Linked DNA regions of Macaca mulatta: region 2 is linked to region 1. Evidence: chromatin contacts called from public Hi-C data. All regions are on one chromosome and are shown on one strand. The core of a region is the stretch at or near the end of the contact, and the rest is flanking DNA. Distances in the headings are between cores, read along the strand shown.

The links. A called contact is a pair of places that touch in the nucleus more often than the background predicts.
Region 2: a contact with region 1 is called in a Hi-C map of fetal cortical plate, with 5 times the contacts expected there. The contact joins the enhancer-like site here to the promoter of SYT4 in region 1. A contact is called at or near these places in 4 of 14 Hi-C or Micro-C datasets (cortical neurons, fetal cortex germinal zone, fetal cortical plate and 1 more).

What each region holds. Positions count from the first base shown.
Region 1 is chr18:49,165,943-49,172,012 of T2T-MMU8v2.0, forward strand. SYT4 (synaptotagmin 4) reads left to right here and starts at 3,308. Exons shown (of 4, transcript NM_001265986.1): 1 at 3,308-3,583. The coding sequence starts at 3,550.
Region 2 is chr18:50,152,658-50,158,727 of T2T-MMU8v2.0, forward strand. No RefSeq gene overlaps it. Among named protein-coding and RNA genes, the nearest start is that of PIK3C3, 360 kb to the right of the region's middle. Within about 2 kb of position 3,899, at least 15 of the 40 cell types and tissues checked have an H3K27ac peak or open chromatin away from gene starts, as enhancers often do. A contact at or near this core is called in cortical neurons and fetal cortical plate, where this site is marked.

The sequences.
Region 1 (6,070 bases), core at 2,058-4,557:
TGATAAGTCAGAAACTTCATAGTACAAATGAAACTTCAACTGATTCTTAAAGGATAAAGAATTTATAGAGAGATAGAGGGAAACAAAGAATGCAATCTGTGTAAGAATCATAATGAATCCATAGTGAGGGGGGAAAGGTCAATAAGAATAGACTGAATAAGGTAAATGTGATGGCTGTAGAATAGTGTTGACTAGAGTTTGTAGAAAGAACAAGGCAAAATAAATATGTATGTAATTATGATCTGATAAGAATTTTGTCTAGTTCTAGAGAAAAAGCTGTCGATTTCTTCTGCAATGTATATGCCCCATGAAGAAAAAGATCTTTTTTTTTTATTTTGACAAATATAAATCCCTCACTTTGCAAAAATGTAGTGATACATGTCTAATATGTGTTGAAAGAAAATAAAGAAAAGAATGTAAGCTGTATGTATGTATGTATGTATGTATGTATTTATTTGGTGGTTTGGATTCACTGTCATGTGAACTATTAAATGTACATAGTAAATGTTGAATGTGTTAAAGAAAAACAAATGTAGTAAAGGGATTTCTGTGATACGAAATGAGGAGGCATTTGTCTTGCAGTATTTTTACTTGGGTGTGTTTGTAATATAAATCTATTCCATTAGCATTAGAGTCAGCATTCATAATGTAATAATACGGAACATTGAAACAATTATCCATTTCCCGTTATCAGATACTTCAGTCTACTCCACCCACATACCAGTGGGTAAAATGATATTTTAGTAAAATGATATTTTATTACTAATGTAGGTATTACTAAAGATTACTGAAGATCATGGTAATGTTTTCATAACCTTTTGAAATTATATTTTTCTTGGCATGAGTTTCTAAATACATTCACCAATAATATTTTTCAAAGAAGGGAACAGAGAAAATATAGACTGAACTATGCAATTAATAAATAACATAAACAATAATTTAAAAATCAAAATATATACTAAATTAAATTGTTATAAAATAGAACAAAAACAATCATGTAATTAGTCATCAATAGCTTTCAGATTAAACTAAATTGCTTAAAACTAAATTCAAGTGTTCTGTTAATTGTTTCTCAAATTATATATAGACATTTGCAATTGGAAAAGAAAGTAATGTAAAAGTTGAACCACTTTAACAGTGAAAGAATCATTCTGAAGTAAATACTGCCGCCTGCACAGAATGGTCTGTGTTTGCCAAAGCAAGAACTTGTTTGAGGCTGTGTGTTTTGGGTGGTGAAAAAGTGGTTACCTAGCAACAACTCCTCCTCCCAAGTCACCCCTTCTAGAGCAGTATTTTGCACGTCAGTAAATTGGTTACTTGTTTGACGGATCTAAAAAGAATAATTCAATAATGTGGTAGGGTGTGAATCTCAATCATAAAATCTTACAGGTTTTTCTCTGTGTGGGGTCTGTCTACTGCCCACTCCTCATCTGGTGTTGCTAGAAGCTTGTCTAAAGAGACTGAATAATACCTAAAATGCTATTCATCAAATGAAAGTGAAGAAAACTTCAGACATTTAATTAATAACAGTTCTTTTCAGTTTGCTTATAAAGCAAGCAATGAAATAGTTACTTCGTCCACAATAGCATTAGCTCTGGGCAAGAGGTAATCTTATCACGATGCTTCCTCAGATGTCAGACAGCAAAGGATGGAGTGGGTTTCATAGAAATAGAGTTTAAACAATCTGTACAGTTTACAGATAACAGCATTTTACTATCTGAAGGTAAAATTAATGAGATACTAATTTATATAGAACATGCACATAAGGTATTTATATTTACAAAAAATGAACTTAAACATATGTTAGCAATAACTTAGCTAGAAAATATACACTTTAGTAAACATCACACCATGTATTTAGTCCACCTGTGATATGCATCACAAATAAATGCCACTTATTCTTTAACCTAATAGATATTTATTTCTAGGGACAACCCCATCGGGTGGGGTTTCCTCAATTATGCATGCATAATTGAGGTAATCTGAATAAAGCGAAATGATAAAGACACAACCACAGACTCTGCCAGTGGAAAAATTAAATACAGCAAATTAGTTTGTGTGTTTTCATAGCATGAAGATAGAAAGTTTAAAAAAATGTGTCAGAGGAACATTCAAATGCCAAGTATGTGGGAGCAAATAGAATGGCAAAGAAAAAAGACTGGTTTATAAAATTTTCCATGATGCAAAGAACTGAAGCTAATTTCTCCCCAGACAGAGCCTTGATGCTCTGGGTTGCTGCTAGCCAATGTGCAGGGACCTGCCACTTGCACAGTAGCTTTCTGAGACTCACCCTGTATCCCTTCTCCCACATCCCAGCACACACTGAATGTCATTTGCTTATTAACTCCAGAGCAAAGAAATTCTTTGCAGAGCAATAATTGACAGTTGGAGTTACAGCCTGACTTCTTTCCTTTGAAAAATTGCTAAGCATTTGTTTTAGAAAGGCACACTCTTCAGATTCAAATGAATCAGAATCTGACACCATATTTTTCCCAGTTTTTCACCTCGAGAATATCATCAGTTTAGAAAAAGGAATGTTTTCCTTTGAAATAACCAATGCTACCAATGTTACCTCAGATGTTGGCCTGATTATTGGAACTATTTTGTATAAGCATACTAGAAGTCAGGCCTTTTAACCATAAATGTCATTTCAGAAGCAGTCTCATTATATGCAAAAGTCATAACTGAGAGTGAGTCTGAATATCCAAGGAATTATTTCCATCTGTTCCTAAGTGCTTTAACTGGTCAAATGTCAGGTATTAAAGGGAAGAGAACTGACAGATCAGGAAGGATCAACTGTACCAGCAAAATATTTAGACTAATAATTTATTAGAACATAAAGGATTATAGTGGAGAAACTATCTTATGTCAAATGGATCAATTTGTAGTGAATCTTTTCTAAATGTAGTAAGTGTCATATGTATAACATGTCAAAGAAAAAACTAAAAAGCAAGAAAATACGTTTTTGCGTCTTAAAATGAGTCATTTGAACCAGAAATTTCTCCTCTGTAAGTCACGTTATTCTGATAACTCAGAAACACAATTTTATTCATCTAGGTGATCAGGAGATTTTATATTAGGAACTGACAGGGATCAGTTTCGGGGCTCATCTCGGTAAGCCTCTGAGCCCCCACAAAACAGCAAAGCTAATCTCTAGTGGTCCAACAGTTAAAACAATTGATGAGCGTGTGTTGAATCCTCAAGAGAGGAGGGAGGAAGCAAGAAGGAAAGCTTGAAGGGAGGAGGGGAGGGGGGCAGGTGCTGATTTCAGCCCTGTAGCGTCAGGATTGCGTCAATTCGGGTTCCAGCCACGTCTGGAGCTCGGAGACGAGCTTCTCAGAAGAGCCAAAACAGGAACCGAGGTGGCAAATCACTGTGCGAGGGCGAGTGGACCTCCCTCTTTGCCTCCTCCCTGTTCCAGGAGCTGGTCCCCTGGGCTCTGCGCTGTTGTTTTCAGCGCTCGGAAAGCCGGCGCTTCAGATCCAGACAAGTGAATCCAGCCAGGCAGTTTTTTCCTTCAGCACCTCGGACAGAAACACGCAGTAAAAAATGGCTCCGATCACCACCAGCCGGGAAGAATTTGGTAAGCAAGTTACTGAACTTATGACTGCGGTTGTTCCTTGAATATTCTGGGGTGGGCTGTTTATTCATTTATTTTTTCCCTGGTTGTTGAATACAGATTTCCTAGGTAGTTAATTTAAAAGGAAAATGAGAATGGCAGTCAGGTAATTGTGGCTTACTTCTGCAGCTTCTCTCCCTTCCTTGGTATCTCTCTCCTTAAAACTGTCTTCTGTTAGAGAGAATTTACCTTCAAGAAGTTCTTAAATTTTCAGGTACTTCTGTAAATTGCAGCACGCACTGAGTAAAGAAAAAGGGTTTTGTTTTTCCCATGTTGGTTTCATCTATTTTGTAGGTAAATCTATATTTTATTAGGAGAAGCTAAATATATCTCTGGTTACATTGGGACTTGATCTTGGTTAAAGAAAGCAACTTGTCTATTGGGGTTTGGCAATGTATATTTTATTACAGGGTGTTCCATATGGGTGTTTTTGTCTGCTATGTTTTTCTAGTATCTTTGAAATATGTTGCTAGTGAAAGACAGAATCATATGGTAGTAGGGTTAAAGGGAGTTTCAAAATGCACTGGCTCAGCCTATTTCATTTCACTGCTGAGCTAACCTGGAGAGATGAGGGAAGTATTGTGGGTTGCACAATTAGCTGAAAGCTGCTGGAAACTTGAATTAGGGCTCCAATTTTCCCCTTCAGCTTTCCTTTCCTTACACCAAGTTTTTGGTTTCAGTACATAAAATTAGATGCAATTCGTAGGATAAAAAAGTACTATTTTTAGAATCCAATGTATTACAAGTGAAAAAGGTCAGAATTTTACTTACATGTATTTTGTAAATTATGAAATTTCATAGAAGTTTGTGAAGAGGAGTGATATCTACAGATGTATGATAATTGTTATTAAACTGAATAAAATAACCATGATATTGGCTTTCAAGATTATAAGACCTTATCAGTAGAGAATACATAGGGAGTAGATAAGTGTTTCCATGTTATATAAAATGTTTGCCATTTGACATAAATATCAAATAGGGACAATTGATATTATATTCATAAATGAATTTCTTTCCCAGCCTTCCATTTGGGTTATTGGGTTTATTTTGGTATGACGTTTATTCCCAATTCTTCATTTGAAACCTGAATGATTTTCTAAAACGGAGGAATTTTTAGAGACTGTACTAGTGAAAATATGTTCTAGCATGGTCTATCAGTCTACTTATAAAAATGATTTTCTGCTGTTTTTATTGTTTTTACATTGACTAAAGAACTGTCTCAGTTCATGACTTTGCTTTTGCTCCCTAGCTTTGGGTTATTATAGTCCAGGAATGTGGGTGCATTTTTTTTTCCACAAAGACTTGAATAGAAGCAAAAACTGAAAAGCTGGTACTAAGTTTAGCAGATTATCTTTAGCTCTTGCTTTATATTATAGTAGTCACTGTTTCTTTTTTCTACCTAGAGAAGTCAAAGGTTTATTTCATCTTTACATGATTCAGTTTCTATACATTAAAATACAGGATTTTTATTGCGGTTTTATTGGATTTTTTACCTTCTACTTCATTTGTCTTTTCTTAACCTTACATTCTCTGAGTTCAGTTTTATAATTATGAAGTAGATTGGCAGAAGATTTGGGGGGATGGGGAAGGGAAGTAACAAAAGACTGGATTTCTTGTGGTTATTTAGAAAAGTTTTAACCCTTTCTGGGCTGGAACTTATAACTTTATTATTCACTATTTAGGATAAAAAGCATATTGCAATGGAACAAAATGTATATAATATTACATTAGTTGTATTCACTTTGATGATATTAAGCCTTGACTCTATTGATTCACTATGTACCGATGTAATAATACTGCTTTTGCTTCCATAGTGTTACTAACCATTTGTTTAAGAAAGATGCTTACACATAAAATAGGATAAGCCTTATGCATAATCGATATTACCTAATGTCAGTAATTTAATGTGCCATTATTCAAGAAAATAATGACAATTTCAGTTTGATTATCATTTGCCATGCCATGTGCTAGCGGAAGAAACAGTTATAGATAAGATTGAACTCTAAATTTCACTGTTCTCATATATGTCAAGGAATGCTAATTCACTTATACCTATTGTTCTGTTTTTATCTTATTTAAGTTTAATTAATTTATACTTTGAAAATTTCAGTGTTTGAGAAATTTGGGGTTGTCATACAGAGGGATGGTAGTGTTACAAGTTACAAAGTATTGGTACCCTGTTACTCTTCGGTTTTTGTTTTATTTTTCTCTAATATATGTGTATTTCTTTTACCACTGTTCCATAATTGGGATGAAAATTACTAATGAGTTTGTGGCAATGCCAAATACTGTTTCAGAATTTCCTACAATTAAGTGAACCACTGGGTCCCTAAATGTTTGCTGCTTGAATTCTGGGTAAAGAACTACTTAGAATTCCAGTAAAATTTGATGCTCTGGAAAGCCTCAAAATGACAATAAAAAATAATGAAATTAGTACTGATCCATCATATC
Region 2 (6,070 bases), core at 2,649-5,148, 990 kb after region 1:
TATGTGTGCACGCAAACACACAAATTCTTTTTTATCTTTAGAGGGAAACTCAAAATGCAAGCACACAGGCAAAGCAAACATTTGGGTGAGATATGAGGCTATTATCTGGGTAACTGAGGTCAAGGAAGTTACTAAAATATTAGAGAAAACATTTACTTTTTAAGTTAGTCATTGCTGACAAATTATCTCCCACATTTGAGTTCCTTTTGATGGCCGATATTAGGCCTTGAGTATGAGTATCTTCATTCCTACAATGCTTTATACTTTTCAAAGTTTTTTTTCCATCTAGGTCTTATCTAGTAAGCACAAGTCCTGTACAGTTGGTAGGGTTAGGGTCACAATTCCCAGCTTATAGATGAACTTCCCAAAGAGAAGAGTTGGAAGGAGAGTTTGAATGTAATGTCCCCTCCAAAATTAACATTGAAACTTAATCCCCACTCTGGTGGTATTAAGACGTAAAGTCCTCATAAAAAAGTCTTCAGAGAGAGTTTGCCCCTTGTTTCTCTTCTGCCTTCCTCCAAGAGAGGTCGCCACAGTGAGAAGGTACCATTGATGGAACAGGCCCTCACCAGACACCAACACAGGCCCCTTGATCTTGGACTCCCCAGCCTCCAGAACTGTGAAAGATAAATCCCTATTCTTCATAAATTACCCATCTGTGATATTTTGCTATAGCAGCACAAACATTAGAGTGTGTTGTAAATTTTAAAGCTTCATATTTCCCTCCTGCTTCAACATCCACACAAATAGGCTTTGAGCACCCTGCTCCAGTGACCACATGCATCATGTGATAAGGTTACACTCTGCCACCAGTTCCCCTTCTTGCCCTCCCTGGACTGAGTCCTAGTAACATTCGGAAACACAAATGAAATCCCCTTGCACATTTTTACTTGTGTGTTCCAGCCTGATCTCCAATGAGGCATCTGCCCATGGGTTTTCTCATGCATGTACATGTGTATATGAGTATTGTAGAGTTCATGTTTAGCAGGGGGTGTGGGGTGTGAGACTGGTTGAATTCTCTGGAAGCAGAGAATTCATATAGAGCAACATGGGCAATTGATTGCTTGTAGGTCAATCATCAAATAAGGATTTGGAGTACCTTGGGATCGATCTAATTCTCTCATTAAGATTACTGTAATAACCAGCTCACTAAACAGTCAATATGGTTATTTCATCCATCTTAATGACCCAATCAAATAAACTCTTGGGAGATCGTCAACACTAACTCCAGAGGGAAAAACTCATGCAGATATAACAGCAGCTTTTGTTGAGCACTCCCAATTTAAAAATGGACTAAGTCACAAAGAGATCCCTAGAGGAATGAGAATTGGTCATTTGCTGTTTATAAATCAAGATCCTAAGGGCTATATCTTAATGAAGAAAATGAGAGCATTATAATTTTTAATAAATGAACTAAGGTAGGAATAAGAAAAATATACATAAAGGATCTTGGATCAGGGCAGTAATTTCATGTCGCAGAAGTATGAAAAGGTAAGAGACAGTTACAAAGCAGAGCAGAAGAGCAAACTGATGTGGCAAAAGGACGGTCAAAGACATGATGCCTTGATCAATGATCAATAGTTCAGACCCTAACAACGTAGCAAAATTTCAATAAATGTTGACTATGCTGTCAATATTCATGATGGTGGTGATGATGATTTTGATGACAACAGTAATGGGGTCTGACAAAACAATAATAGTCAAGAAAGATTAATGGTAGAAATGATGAAAACAGAGGTCTGAGAAAGTTTCTATTAATGAATATAAAATTGGAAATGAAGGTAGCCAACCTGTGAAGCAGTCTTAATAGAGTGATGGTTATAAATACATAAAGGAAAAAGCAATGGTGGGGAGAGGACAAGCCCAGGGACGCTCGCCTCAGTAAAGGAGCACAAAACGTGCAGTTCCTGTCATAGAAAGACAAAGTAGTCTACTTAGGAAAGGTCTAAAGAGAAGGAGAATGCCTTCCCAGAATTGAGCTCTTGCAATGGGAAGAAGCAATATCAAATTCTTAGTATCAGCATAATAATCCGGAGCTATAGAAAGAACTTTCAAGGATGCAAACTCGGACCCCAATATTTGAACACTATAATACCAGATATAGATATTTGGATACATCAGGACATGAGACTGAGTCTTTTTTTTTCAATTCCATTCCCATTTTTGGCATGTGCAACCCACAACCAGATATAGAAGCTTGTCTTAAATTATCCTAGTATGTTAAACCTAAATATATGTTCTTAGAAGAACTGTGAAATGGATGTTTGGTGACTGAGGAGGGATGGGGGAGTCCCTTCTCTTCTTATCAGCACTAATCAAACCAAATTGTCAGAACTACAGCATTAGTACTTGCATTCATCAGGATAGGATAGGCTATAATGCAGTAACAAACAGCCACAACATTTCAGTTATTTAACATAAAAATTTTTGTTTTGTTGTCTTTCATTTACAAGATGTTCATGTAGCAACTCTGGGGTCCGAATTAGCAGAAGCTCCAGCATGCTGCGTTTCTATTTAAAATCACACAACCTACCCAGATGAGAAAATGGAAGGTCATGCACGAACAATTAAACGTTTAGCCCAGGAAATGACATACAGCACTGTGTTTACATCCCATTCCCAGAAGTAATCCCCGGCCTCACTTATGCAAAAGATATGGGGAAGTTTCATCCTCCCAAACGCGACAGTAGGTTTCAAGCGTTAGCTTGCATCAAAATCACCTTGAGTGCTTGTTAAAACAGATTTTGGGGTCTCACCCTCAGAATTTCTGATTCTGATCAGGGCAACTAATAATTTGCTTTTCTGAAAAGTTTTTGGGCCAGACGTGGTGACTTACACCTGTAATCCCAGCACTTTGGGGGGCCGAGAGGGGCAGATCACTTGAGGTCAGGTGGTCCAGAACAGCCTGGCCAACAGGTGAAATCCTGTCTCTACTGAAAATACAAAAATTAGCCAGGCATGGTGGCAGGTGCCTGTAATCCCAGCTACTTGGGAAGCTGAGAAAGGAGAATCGCTTGAACCTGCGAGGCAGAGGTTACAATGGGCTGAGATCATGCCACTGTATTCCATTCTGGGTGACAGAGAGAGACTCTGTGTCAATAATAATAATAATAAAGGTTCCAGGTGAGGCTGATGCTGCTGTCCTGAGACTTTCCTTTGAGATCCCCTGGTTAGAGCAATAGTTCTCAAGCCCAACTGAACATTCACATCACCTGGACAGCTTATTAAAAAAAGATGCACGCCGAGGTCCCACCCCTAAATATTCTGACTTAATTGGGCATCTAAAAATTCTCCTGTATCACAAGAGTTGCTAGTTCAGAAGAATACAATTTTAAGTATGGTTGTAAGATTTCCATCAAAGTGTTCATATTACAGACGAAAAAACAAGTTCAACATCACACAGTAGGCTAGTGACACCTCCAAATCAAGAAACTGAATACCCTGGATCCCAGGTGGTGCCATGTCCTTTAATGGGTCAGCACACAGAGGAGGCAGTATTTTAAGACCAATTTAGTCCACAAATTTCTTTCCCTCTGCTTAAAATGGTTCGGCCTCTTTCCAGAGGGATGCTGGCTCTCAGTGCAATAGCTGCTGTGCTCAGGGAGGAGAAAGTGGATCCGTCTCCAATTCTCCCACGTGGCTGAGAGCGAGCCTAGGAGCAGCTCTCCTCCCTCCCATTCCTCAACTCTGAGCAGCCCTGCTCTGGCTCCTGACCCAGCCTCACCCAGATTTTGCCTCTGCCCCAGGATCTGCGGGCCAAGTGGTTGATCCGGGAAGACAAGCCCACTTATAAAGAAATAGAAAAGAAAATGAACAAAACTGCTGCCGGTGTGCCCTTTGGTCCCAATTGACTAAATCCAGGCTGCCAGAAGGCAGCGCGAGAAGAATCTCATTTTAAAAAGCAACTGAGGGAGATAAAACGCAGCTACCCAACCATTTTGGATGCGGGTCGTCCTCTGCTCCCATCCCCAACACGAAGGCACAGCGTTCATTCTCCCATCATGAAATTTCACTGAATTCATCAACTCTAAGTAAAAATAAATAAATAAGAGCTGATCTGTCATCCTTTACAGATTTTGACCGATTTAACAGCCATCTGATAAACACGCCCTGCATAACTAACGGCCTCTGGCCTGGCATCTTCCTGTAAAACTGAGAAACATCGCCATCTGCTGGCCATGGAGCCCTGGTGCATGGAAATTTCCAATTCCATTGCCCTCAAGCAGCAGTGTCTGCACAGCAATAGGTCCATGAATTCTGCCAACGGGTTGAAATTCACTGCAAATCATTTAATTTCTTTCACTAAGACAAACTACAAACTATATCATGAAATTCTGTTTAACTTTCTTGTGTTTTATGTATATGCATGAGCTGGATAAGGTGGGGAGGCTTTTTGCATGGTACCTTCCTACTCTTTTTGTTGCCCCTATTTTCTCAAAATTCTCAATGTTGTGCATTTCATAACTCCATTTAACTAACATGAAGTGAGCTTACTCTATGTGCTAAGTTGTCATACCCAAAGAATCAAACGACAGAGACTGAGGAGGGGGGAATTGGGGAACTGAGAGGAAGTCTCATTCTCACATTCTATATTAACTGGACACCTGAGGCTCTGTGGTGGTTTTGACTCCTGTACTTTTTTTTTATTTATTTTTTTGCGATGTGGTCTTCCTTCGTTGCATAGTGTGGTCTCAAACTCCAGCCTCAAGCTATCCTCCCACCTCAGCCTCAAGCAGCTAAATTGCAGGCGTATGCCCCTGTGCTGGGTTTGACTCTCAACATCTTCACGGTGAAACCGACTGTGTTGGACACAGGTTTTCAGCCCAACCACGTTATTTAGACTTAAAAATGCCAAAGAAACATGCTTTTATGGCCTCTTCCACGCTGAATCCTTCTTAGAAAATGGGAAAGAGAGACTCTTGTGACGTAAAAGATGGGGGTTTTGGTTGATGATCTGGGTGTTGATTTCTCCTTCTGCCCTTTCCTCTTCCGGTCCTCAGGTGACACCCACCCAAGCCCATCTCTACACCGTTCATCTACTTGAACAATCCTGACTGACATCTCTGACAGTCCAAAGTAAATTGAATAGTGAAATTTCTCTCACTTTAATGCTTATGCTAGTGGAACTTATTTAAATTTATTTAACATGTACAAAAAGATTAACAGGAAAAGAAAGCAAGGAGGAAGTGTCAACAAAGAGGGCAAGGTATGGAAATGGGTGCTGTTTTTGTATTTGGTGGTGAGACCTGGGGTGAGTGATGGTGCCTGAGCTGATGACGATCATATTTCCTTTAATACTATGGCCATGGACCACCTCTGCATCCAGCCTCACTAGCTGAAAAGCAGCTCTGAGGACCATTCTGACGGTTCTTTCCCCATCCCTGTCTCCACTCCCCAGACCTTCCTAGTTGCATCGGACTATAGGACAAGGACCCCCCCCCCCAATCTGTTATGACTGGGAGTGGAGAAATGGGCAATGAAAGAGAATGTGTAGGTGTAATGCCAGGAACTAGAATGATTTCCTGCCAGTGATGAGCTGTCTTGGAGGCAGCTCTGCCTGCTTTGCCATTCAGCACTGACCCACCATAAAGCCAAAAAGAGGAGGGCTCACTTGGGACATGGAGGTGAGAGTTCAAGCCTGCCCTGGCCCTTATCTGCAGGTAGCGTTAGCTATTCTACTCTCCAAGAAGAGTCATGTGGAAAAACAATGTTTAAATTCCTAAATGATTGAAGAAAGAAGAAAACACAAAGATGAATATGAAGTTGACCAATCAGATCTCTCGAAGAAAAGTAATTTGCCCAGCGTCTCATAGCACACAAGTGGTACAGGGTAGTCTCTGGTCTCTTAGACAACATTTCTCACAATGAACTTTTCCTTTGTCACAAAATAGAGAGGTGCTTCTAGCCATTGGAAAGTTTTTGCCATTGGGGTCACCAATCTTGAGAAGTCCTGGACTTTTTTCCATCACCTTATCTTAGTCTCATAACCCCAGGACCTCCTTTATCTGAATATTTCTGTACATCAGAGAAAAGCAATTAATATCATATAAAATGTTAGAGGATCCAGATT